Regions from separate parts of the Mus musculus genome. Here region 2 is linked to region 1. The links are chromatin contacts, called in public HiChIP or PLAC-seq maps. All regions are on one chromosome and are shown on one strand. Each heading gives the region's core, a stretch centred on a gene start, on an enhancer-like site or on the middle of the called end of the contact. The rest is flanking DNA. Distances are from core to core; before and after follow the strand shown.

Region 1 (5,482 bases), core at 1,212-3,711:
GATGTCAGCTACCCACATACATGTCTCCTTCTGCCAAGTAGGATGTCGGTTCCCAGGGAGGTCTTGGGAAATTAAACTTTATCTGAAACTTACTCAAAATGGAAATAGGTGCAGGTGTCTCTCATGCTGAAATCTATCCCAGGGTACCTTGTAAAGGCAAATACTAGAAAAGCTTATACCCCTGTTTAGGAAGTGCTGCTGGGTAGTTGGTTCTGTTCCAAGTTTATTGTGGCTAATTATACAAAACAGTTCTAACTAACTTCTATTGTGATTCCTTTCTAAGAACACCAAAGCACAGAACATCCTACTAACAGCAATAACAGCATGTAAGAAAGTTTCCTTATAATATTAGTAACGGCACAGCATGGCAGGCTAGACAGGTAACAGTTACCTAGGCCTGAACATTTTACCTAGTCCTTAACAAAGACAGTTAAATTGTTACTAAAAGAATAAAGCTGAGGGGTTGGAGAGATGGCTCAGCAGTTAAAAGCACTGACTGCTTTTCTAGAAGTCCAGAGTTCAGTTCCCAGCAGCCATGGCTACTATAGCGTCCTTATATACATAAAATAAATAATTCTTTTTTAAAAGGAGTAAAGCAGAATAATATTTATTATATTTTACTAATTAAGCATATGAAGAGTCACCATGTAGTAGGGGGCTCCATGGTTAAGAGCACTGGCAGAGGACCCAGATTCAACTCTTACCAGCCACATCAGGCAGCTCAAAAGAGACTATAATTGCAGTCCCAGAAAATCTGATGCCTTCTTCTGGCTTCTGAGGGCATCAGCATATACACATATATACATCCAGGAAAACACACACACACACACACACACACACACACACACACACACACACACATATATATAATAAGTAAGTAAATAAATAAATTGACAAAGCAGGGGGCCCAAAAGAAGAGGAAAACAGAGGTTAGCAGACTGAGGACCTTCCTAATGCCCCAGAGATGATTAGTTATTAGTCCCAGTCAGAGTGTTTGGGGACAAGCCAGTCCCCCAAAATAACCAATTTGCAATGCAGGAGTTCTCAAAGTACATTTATAAATTCCCTGCTCCACTTTCAGACAACTAGGCTATGATCTTGCTTTTCCTAGAACTGTCATTTTGGAAGGCACCACCTTCCAGCCACGAAGACATTCCTAGAAGGGGCAGAAAATGGACAACTAACGGAGCGAGCAGCAGAAAGAGGAAACAGATTGAAACAGCTCTCAAGCCCTGTACTAGGTTTTCTGGTCCCAGGCATTTGTTAATGACAAGTTGTAATGTGGCCATAGCGTTAACTATGATCCAATGGCACCAGAGTTTAGCTCAGCTGAAAAATATCTGCAACTCTAGCACTGGAGAGGTCGAGGCAACGGGGAGCATGAGTTTGAGGCTAGCATAAGCTATATAGTCAGTTCTAGGCAGCCTGTACTACAGAATAAGGCACTGTCTCAAAAAAATAAGCAAATAACTCAAAAGGCAGAGGCATATGTATCAATCTCTATGAGTTCCCGGCCAGCCAATGTTATATAGTGATACTTTGAAAAAAATAATAAAATAAGCTGGGCGTGGCAACGTATGCCTTTAATTCCAGGAGGTAGAGGCAGGCAGATCTCTATGATTTCCAACCCAGCCTGTCCTATATAGTGAATTCCAGGTAGTTACAGCTATATAGAAAGACCCTGTCTCAAAACAGATTTCAATAGAGTAATAATTACTGCATAAATCTAAAAATCACTATTCGAAATCAAATAAAATCATTATTTGTCAAGTGACTCATACAGTGAATTCTAAAATAACTTTCATTTTGCAAATTAAAAAAAAAGTGAGGCTGAGAATGTCTAAGTATTTTGCTCAAGGTCACACAGTTGGGGAGGAAGAAGGATGCTTCCAAGAGCACTCTAGGACCACAGGCTGGAGCTACAACCCCACCAGGAAGCACTGTGGGTTAGCCTCCTCAAGAGGAACCAGTTTGTGTCGGGGCTGGTACTCAGAAGCAAACTAGAACTAAGAAGAACCTGAAACCGAGCTCCGAGTGGAGAGAGCTTAACCACAAGACAGCAACAGAGGTAAAAAGCAATTCAGAGGTCCTGGGGAAACGCGGGGGGGGGGGGGGGGGTTGGGAGAGGGAAAGGATGATCCGCACCCGGAAGTGGTCGGCATTGCTCCACCCCCACCCCACACCGCAGCGGGCTCACTGCTGGAGCAGCGTTCCTGCCAGCCCTCCAGCTTCAGGTTCAGTGGAAACTTTCTCTCGAAATAGTTGGCGCCGCAGCTCTTTGTTGCCGGGCCACTTACCACAATAACTGTAGGAAATAATTGCATCGGAGGAGTTGCAGAACCACTGTTGCTTCTCAGATTCAGTCAATATGGGAGAAAGCAGCGTCGAAAAGAGAATAAATGGCAACATGATTTAATATCTCCGATACTTTAAACTCGCCAGGAAGACCATCGGACTCGACAGTAAGGAGGACAGATTTAACTTAGTCAGCAGTCATGTGATTTGGAAGCTCCCATCCAACTGCTTCCTCTTTTTATTTGCATGTGTGACTGTGCATTTGTTTTCATATCTGAGCACTTCCTGTAAGGCAAGAGAAGAAAAAAATGACTTAGAATATACTGTTTCTTAATACTCAGTGTAAACTAAAGTATCCAGCACTTTAAAACAGCACATTTTCAGGGAGACAATTAGCTGCCTTACAGGAAACCCTTACTTAAAAGGAAGTCCACTAGCCGTAGTACACACACCCAGTACTTGACAGGCGGATCTCTGTGAGTTCCAGGTTAGCCTTCTCCAGATAGTGAGTTCCAGGACAGCCAGAGCTATAAGGTGAGATCCTGTCTCAAGAAAGAAAGTCCACCGGTATACTACTTTTCTGTGTGCTGGCCACTCCCTCCCACACACTCCTCCTCATACAACGGTTTCTCCTGACCTAGAAAGCTGCATCTAGCTATCTAAGCTGATTTCTCTCCCCTACCCCCTCTCAATTTCTACTCAAGTACAAACAGGTTCAGCCACAAAACAGACAGGCAAGATGACCCCTACACGGGGTCAGTAGCAATTCCCAGCTGGGACCTCACCAGTTTTGAGAATGCACTCAAAAGGAAGGTTGAACTTGAGGCAATAGTGTTGAGTTGGGGGTGGGGTTGGTGCTGGACTCTAGAGCTCTTCCACAGAGTAGCATCTTGAGGTAAAAGTGTGAGTTCCAGTAATTAAAAAAAAAAAAAAAAAAAGAAAGAAAAAGCTGTTTTGTTCTGGCGTGTATTTCATTCAAAGACTACTTTAGAAAAGTGTGCTTCCTTCAGCTGCACGGCTTTTACAGACTCTTACTTTAGGGTTAGCAGCCAAGAAGGCTTACAGCTGTGGCCTACAATCCGGTTCTAGTGGTGACACTCAACTGCTCACTAAGAACTGTTAAGGTAGCAAGGCAATTGTATTTAAAGCAAAACAATAGAAAGATCAGAGCATACTGTGAGAGCAATGGGTCACCTGAGGATACTCCCGGCCACTGGGTGACTGTGAGGGGCCTCTTTTCATCAAGCCTAAAGGAAGGAGGCACTTGAATCAAGGGGCATAGTTTTGATGGTTCTTTATTTTGATCAATAGATTATGTCATTTAATATTTTTCCTACTATATATGCCCATTTCCATAATGGACCCAAATAATAATTATATAATGTATAATTATATACACACCCAAATATGCATTAGCATAATATGGTAAATAGATTCTTCCTTATAGGATGGTTTACCATATTGAGCACATACCCAAATCCAGATCAGGCCAGTTGGGATTGTCCACTCTTCGTACTGTAAATGTTGGAACACATGAGAATAGAAAGTGTCTAAGTCTGATGGTTGTCAGGGGAGACATACCTATCCCATTGTTCAGAGAAGAGATATGATAGCCCCACCCAGGTGGATGTTCCAGATTGCTAGGTGCATTATTTGGGTAGGGGTATTATGCACAGTATAGACAGGTAAAAGGACTAGGCTGCCAGCTGTTATTAGAAAAGCCGGGGGTGGGAGAGTATATATAACCTGATCCAAACAGAGCCCCAAGTTACTAAAATTCCCTGGGCTTACCTGCCTAACTAAAGACAGAAGAAAAAAAATGTTGTGTCAGTAAAAGGATTTAAACACAACTGCATTTTTCTATTTTAACTGGTTCTTTTAATACTTGAGGATGAGGGGCGCATGTGTGGAAGTCAGAGAACAACTTGTAAGAGCTGGTTCCTTTCTACCACATGAGCTGCAGGTATTGTATTCAAGTCATCAGGCTTGGCAACAAGCATTGTTTACTCAGTCAGCCATCTCACAAGGCCAGGCCCTTTTCTGTTCTAGTTTGTTTTCTGAGGCAAGGTCTCACTGAATAGCTCTGGCTGGCCCAGAACTCACCATATAGATGAGGTTGGCTTTGAACTCACAGAGATCCACCCAATTCTGCCTCTTGAGTGCTTGAGTTTGACACAACATACCACTTTCCGTATGCTTTGAAGAAGATGAAGACCTTGGACTGACATGACATGAACTAGAAGGTAGGCAGAAGCCCCAGCTGCCTAGCCGGGAGGATCTGAATTCCATCTCTTGAAACTGTAAAATGGCCAGGCGTGGTGGCGCACGCCTTTAATCCCAGCACTCGGGAGGCAGAGGCAGGTGGATTTCTGAGTTCCAGGACAGCCAGGGCTATACAGAGAGAAACCCTGTCTCAAAAAGACCAAAAAAAAAAAAACTGTAAAATGAGAGAAGCAGCCGGGTGTAGCACATGACTTTAATCTCAGTACTTCGGAGGCAGGATGAATGGATAATAAAAACACAAATACATTATCGAAAGGAAAAGGTAGCCAGGCGTGGTGGCACATGCCTTTAATCCCAGCACTCGGGAGGCAGAGGCAGAGGCAGGTGGATTTCTGAGTTCGAGGACAGCCTGGTCTACAAAGTGAGTTCCAGGACAGCCAGGGCTATAGAGAAACCCTGTCTCGAAAAACCAAAAAAAAGAAGAAGAAGAAGAAGAAGAAGAAGAAGAAGAAGAAGAAGAAGAAGAAGAAGAAGAAGAAGAAGAAGAAGAAGAAGAAGAAGAAGAAGAAAGGAAAAGGTATCAGCTCAGACCAAGTTCTCAACACAAAAGAGATTTATTGGCCCCAGATAAACAGAGGGCAGGAAATAAGAGACAAAGACCACAGACGATGGAGGATGAGGGAGAAGGGGAAGGGAACGAGGGAGTGAAAGGAGGGTATTTGTCTCAGAGGACAAATGACTGCCTCTGGATAGAGGAGTCAGATGTGGCACATTAAAAAAAAAAAATGGCAGTTCATAAAGGTTTAAGGGGAAAACTGTGTTAGGATGAGATGTTTAATGTTAATTGGGCATGTTATAAATTATGTGAGCCAAAGGGGGCTTTTGATTGCTAAACTTCAATGCTTTGATAGCTGGACCTTGGTAGTCAGCCTCAAGAGGAGGAAGTGGCCAAATAAGGGAATAG
Region 2 (6,004 bases), core at 2,330-4,829, 59 kb before region 1:
AGAAGAAGAGGAAGAGGAAGAGGAAGAGGAAGAGGAAGAGGAAGAGGAAGAGGAAGAGGAAGAGGAAGAGGAGGAAGGGGAAGGGGAAGGGGAAGAGGAAGAGGAAGAGGAAGAGGAAGAGGAAGAGGAAGAGGAGAAGGAGGAGGAAGAGGAGGAGGAGGAGAAGGAAGAAGAGGAAGAAGAGGAAGAAGAGGAAGAAGGAGAAGGAGGAGAAGGAGGAGAAGGAGGAGAAGGAGGAGAAGGAGGAGAAGAAGGAGAAGGAGGAGAAGAAGGAGGAGAAGAAGAAGAGAAGGAGGAGGAAGAAGAGGAGTTATATAGTGCGGGACACACTGCAGCTTCCATACCGAGATTTTTTTTTTAACTTTTTGGTCTTTGTGAGTTACACATCATGCACCGCAGTCCCTCTCTCAGCTCACTCTTTCTCTTCATATCTGTCCTCTGCCCCTGCAACCTCCCCTGCAAAATAAAAAACAAACAAACAAGTAAGCAACAAGAAAGCATAAAAAAAATCTCATCATGGTAGCTGTAGTATGTCACAGTGTGTCCTACAGCATATCCCTCTGTCCACACATCTTCACTTGCAAATGTTCATTTCAGTGAGTCATAGGTCTGGTTGTAGATCTCTGGCTTGTGTGACACCATCAGAATTGGATCATCATTGGGACTCCTCCCAGTTATCCTGTTGTTGTCATGTCATGGAGATCCTCCAGCTTTGGATCAGCCTGACTGGCCCTTTCACACATCCCAACTCTTCACAGACGATATAGATTTTGGATCTGGGCCTGGGTGGTAACAGAGCTGGTCAGTGTGACAACTTTCCCTTATCTGCACCACCAGAGTAAGCTCTCCAGCACTGCTCTTGCTAGGCCACCCGATACTACCATTGGCAGGAGGCAGGGTCAGCCCTCTGGCTCTCATGACTTCAGCACTGGATCACCCACACTCATGCCTCTAGAGCCAGCTCTACTGTGCTGCCCAGTCAAGGTAAGGGGCCTACTCTTCCAAGTGCTGCATCCTGTGAGGTACTAGGCAGCTTTCCTGTTCTTACACCCTCAGGGCTGGTTCACCAGTGCTTTTGACATCAGGGACAGCTCCACTGTGTTACCCAGGCTGCTTTCTTGAGTGCTACAGCCAGTGAGGAGGCAGAAATAGTTACCCACTCTCACACCTAGCTCTCCTGACTATAGCAGGTAGCAAAGAGCAATGGAGGGGGGCATCGCCTCACACCCTCATGTCAGATGAGTGGCAAGGCCAGCTCTCCCATGCTCTAACCCTCGGGTGCCAGCTCACCTGTGCCCTCTCCACCAAGGCCTGCTTCCCAGACAAGGTGCAGGACCAGCTCACCTGCGCTCATGACCCAAAGCCAGCTCTCCCAATAGCCACAGGTAATGACGGGCAGGGGGGAGAGGGCATCATCCCCTCACCCACACCACTTCATGACCAATGAGTGACCCGGCCAGTTTTCATACTCTTGCTCAGCTGCTCCACCTTGACCAGGTCTAGAACTACTGTGCTTCCCAGGTGAAGTGCATGTCCTGCTCTTCACAGTTCTGCAGCCAGCCAGGGGCAGGACCAGCTCGTCTGTGCTCATGACCCCAGGGTAAACTCTCCTGACTGCTGCAGGTTATAAGGAAGGGCATCACCTCCCACAACCCAGACCACCTCGTAACAGATGGGTGGCAGGGCCAGCTCTCCCACACTCATGTTCCTGGTACTGAGTCACCCACACCCCTGCCACCAGGGCTAGCTCCACTGTGCTCTCCAGAATGTTGCTGCCGGTGAGGGGTGGGGCCAGTTCTACACAGTCCCTGGGCATCCACTTGGTTTCCAGTGGCTTCCCAGACCAGGGACGACTCCATCGACCCTAACCCCTGCCACTGTGTGAACACAGATTCAGACATGGCTCTCAGTGGCAGCTCCAGCTAAGATTTTACCATGGCCAGGTGGCAAGGCTGTCCACTCACAACAGGCTACTTCTTTCCACCCTGGAGTCTGCAGTTTCCATCTTTCTTCACAATGCTCAAGTTGCTCTTATCTAACTACCAGGTACTCGCACATTGTGGTGGCTCCTGCTGCAGGGTAGCCACATAGCTGGCAGGCCCCTAGGTGGCATCATCTGTCAGCCCTTAGTGGTGTGGAAGCAAGTAGGTGTCTGTGGGTGGCATGGCAGTTTGCAGGTCTCTGTCTAGTCAGTCTTCCTCATCCTACACTGTGCTTCCTGGATTTGATTTGATTTTTATGAGACCTAGGCAGAAGACAGCTTTGGCCACTGTCTTAGTTAGGGTTTTACTGCTGTGAACAGACACCATGACCAAGGCAAGTCTTATAAAAAACAACATTTACTTGGGGCTGGCTTACAGGTTCAGAGGTTCAGTCCATTATCATCAAGGTGGGAGCATGGCAGTATCCAGGCAGGCATGGCACAGGCAGACCTGAGAGTTCTATGTCTTCATCCAAAGGCTGCTAGTGGAAGACTGACTTCCAGGCAACTAGGGTGAGGATCTTCAGCCCACACCCACAGTGACACACCTACTCCAACCAGGTCACACCTATTCGAACAAGGCCACACCTCCAAATGGGCCACTCTTGCCCAAGAACATATAAACCATCACAGCCACCAACCCAGGCATCAAACTAGGATGAGCAAAGGACTGTCATCTGCTCCTCACTGATATATGAACAGCACCACCAACAAGATCTTTGGCCATTGCCAAGTTTTTTGGTTTGGGTTTGGGTTTTTTTTGGGTGGAGGGGGTTCCTTTGGAGGGAGGCTGCAAGGGCAGAGGGTAAATACAAAGAGATGGGAAAATGAGAGGGATTGAGGTGTATGATGTAAAAGTCACAAGGAATCAATACAAAGTTAACACACACACACAAAATAAAATAAAAAGTTTGTGTGCATTGAGGAGCCTGCGAACAAATGCACTTCTAAGAGATCATGCAGACAAATGCAGAACTGACAGCTGTATGCCACTGGTTGTGGGTGCACACCTTTAACCCCATCATTCGGGAGGCAGAAGCAGGTTCTTGAGTTCAAGGCCAGCTTGGTCTACAAAGCTAGCTTCCAGACACCCAAGGCTACACAGAGAAACCCAGTCTCAAAAAACCAAACCAAACCAAACAAACAAACAAGTAGAATGGCATTGTACTGGCTAGTTTGTTTTTCAACTTGATTCAAGTTCATGAGGGAAGAGGGAACCTTAATTGAGAAAATAACTCCATTAGATTGGCCTGTAGGCATGTCTATTTGGCATTTCCTGTATTAATGGTTAATATGTGGAGTATCCAGTCTCCTGTAGGCTGTGCCACCCTGGGCCAGTGGTCCCAGATTACATAAGAAAGCACTGAGCATGCCAGGAAGAACAAGCCAGAAAGCAGTACTCCTCCATTACCTTTGCTTCAGTTCTTGCCACCAGTTCCAGACTTAACTTCCTATTTGCACACACACACACACACACACACACACACACACACACACTTCTCTGCACACAGAAGACGGATGTGGTGTGTCCTCCTTGCCTAAAAGCTGCTCTCCTTAGCAATCTGGTTCCATCAGGCCCATTCATGAACATGAAGAAAACAGAAACTTTTCACTTCCCTCGCCTAAAATTATTGCTTCACTTCCTGGCTTTCAGACTCATAATTGAACCTCATACAGATTTCACACATTTGTGCCTATATTTTTTCACACATTAACCACATTTGTGTCTATATTTAGAACAGCTCCCCTCTCCTTTTCTCTATTACTGCTAACATCTTATAGGTTGTAGATATTTTTAAGAGGATTAGAGAACTGGGTGTGGTGGTACATGCCTGTAATCACAGCACTCAGGAGATTGAGGCAGGAAGATTATGAGTTCAGCACTAGCACTGGTTACCATAGAGAATTTTAAGTCATCCTAAGATACATGAGACCCTGTCTCAAGAATAAAAAATGTATTATAACTTGAAAAGTCATCTACGAAATTTAAACAACAGCAAAATGGTGTGTGTGTGTGTGTGTGTGTGTGTGTGTGTGTGTGGTCACACAGACGAGTGCAGATACTGGACACTGAACCCAGTGCTTCACTCTGTACAAAGCATGTATTCTACCCTTAGCTACACATTCAATTCAAGGAGGCAACTTATTTCATTGTAACCAACAGAGATTTGATATGGCTGTAGCTTCAACTCTAAGACAGAGAAATGCAAAAAGTAGTAAGAAACTGAGAGGCCAACCCTACTCCATCTTGGAATCGGCCTCCATCTTAAATGAAAAATAAAATAAAATTAATACACACACACCAGGAAGGACCCCATGGCTTGTCCTTGGCTAGCTCTCTAGCTACTTCCTAGCAACAGTTAATCAAAGATTTGTCTGATTGTTTCAAATGTACTTTCAGACTATTCTTAATTGTATATGGTCTTGCTTCAGAGCACCCACCTGTCGATAGACATTCAATTAGTGCTTGCCAGGCTGGAAAGCCCCTTGTTTGCTCTTATTTTCCAATTAAACCTTTTCCTGATGAGAGTTCTGGGACAGTAAGTAAGCCCAAACTTAAGTATGATTACATAGGCGTCAACTCCTTGGTGGTCTTTTGGAGTTCACGAATGCTTCCTAGCACAACAAAACCAAACCAATACAGGTGCATTTTCATCAAATATTTATTAAAAAGTACCAGGCACTGGGATAAAGGAAAAGAACGCAGTGATGATCAAAAACAAAAAGGCCCATACTCTTGTATTGATTGCAGTCTAATGAACCATTTAAATATTAATCACACTAATTAATCTAAATTGGCCATTCTGTAAGGGACCACTAGGTGTCCCCATTATCCATTCAGAGCTCCTAGTTTATATTCTGTGCCCCAGTAAGGACATTTTCCGCCTCCTCTCCAGCTAAATATAGTCAGTCACACAACCAACTTTTGATAAGTAAGAAGTGAGTAAAAGTATTTAGGGCAAACACACTTAGGCCATGCTCTTATAAGAAGTGGGTGTGTCCTCCATCCCTCTCAGCCACTAGAAAGTAGAAGTAATATGGAGTCCTCTCAGAATGCCCTGGTGAGGTCCACAGGGATGATTGTGCCCAAAAGCAAATGGTTCCTTAATAATGCAGCCTTCAGACAGGCCCTGGGCTGCTTAATTTTGTACTATTGGAATCCAGAAAGAAATTTTATAAAAGTCACTATTTGTTTCTGTTTCCACAGTAGATCTAACTACTAGGAAGGAAGTTTTGGGGACAGGGATGTTGCTCTGTCCATAGAGTGCTTGTTGGGAATACGTGATACCCTGGGTTTGATCCTTAGTACCACATGCCTGTAATCCTAGCACTTAGGAAGCTGTGGCAGAAAGATCAGAAGTTCAAGGTACATGGAGAGTTTAAGGCTATTATGGGGTGCATAAGACACTGTCTCCAAACAATAGAAGAGAGCTTTGGAAAGAAAACAATAAAAATCCATCTAAGGGATCATGTAGGGTTGTGTGTCCTGAGTCTGCTCTGCCACAGGGCATGGCCGCTGGGGGAGTTGGGAAGCAGGAGTTGACCAACCTTACCCCAAGCTGTCACGGGGCAAATGTTGGGCCATAGGAAAGCCCCAGGACACCGCTCGGGAGTGGGGAAGCACAGTCTGAGGTGCAGGAGAGCTGGAGCTGCTGGAGGGAGGAGGAAGGCCCCCGTCCTGCAATGAGGCCAGTCTGCTTTTCAGGTTTGTTATTAAACGCGTTCTCACGACCGGCCAGGAAAGACGCAACAGACCAGAATCTTCTGCGGCAAAGCTTTATTGCTTACATCTTCAGGAGCCAGAGTGCAAGAAGCAAGAGAGAGAGAAAACGAAACCCCGTCCCTATTAAGGAGAATTTTCCTTCGCCTAGGACGTGTCACTCCCTGATTGGCTGCAGCCCATCGGCCGAGTTGACGTCACGAGGAAGGCAGAGCACATGGAGTGAAGAACCACCCTCGGCACATGCGCAGATTATTTGTTTACCACTTAGAACACAGCTGTCAGCGCCATCTTGTAACGGC

What was found. HiChIP or PLAC-seq counts read pairs in DNA pulled down with a chosen protein or histone mark.
Region 2: a contact with region 1 is called in a CTCF HiChIP or PLAC-seq map of CD8 T cells, with 7 read pairs. The contact joins the enhancer-like site here to the promoter of Ly96 in region 1. A contact is called at or near these places in 1 of 15 datasets of contacts at CTCF or cohesin (CD8 T cells), 2 of 484 Hi-C or Micro-C datasets (LSK cells and nephron progenitors), 3 of 115 datasets of contacts at active chromatin or transcription factors (the HPC-7 cell line, bone marrow-derived dendritic cells and effector CD8 T cells) and 3 of 9 other capture datasets (adipose tissue, liver and pancreatic islet).

The regions. Positions count from the first base shown.
Region 1 is chr1:16,685,435-16,690,916 of GRCm38.p6, reverse strand. It overlaps Ly96 (lymphocyte antigen 96), which reads right to left and starts at 2,461. Exons shown (of 5, transcript NM_016923.2): 1 at 2,298-2,461. The coding sequence starts at 2,409.
Region 2 is chr1:16,745,011-16,751,014 of GRCm38.p6, reverse strand. No RefSeq gene overlaps it. Among named protein-coding and RNA genes, the nearest start is that of Ly96, 60 kb to the right of the region's middle. Within about 2 kb of position 3,579, at least 38 of the 459 cell types and tissues checked have an H3K27ac peak or open chromatin away from gene starts, as enhancers often do. A contact at or near this core is called in CD8 T cells and effector CD8 T cells, where this site is marked.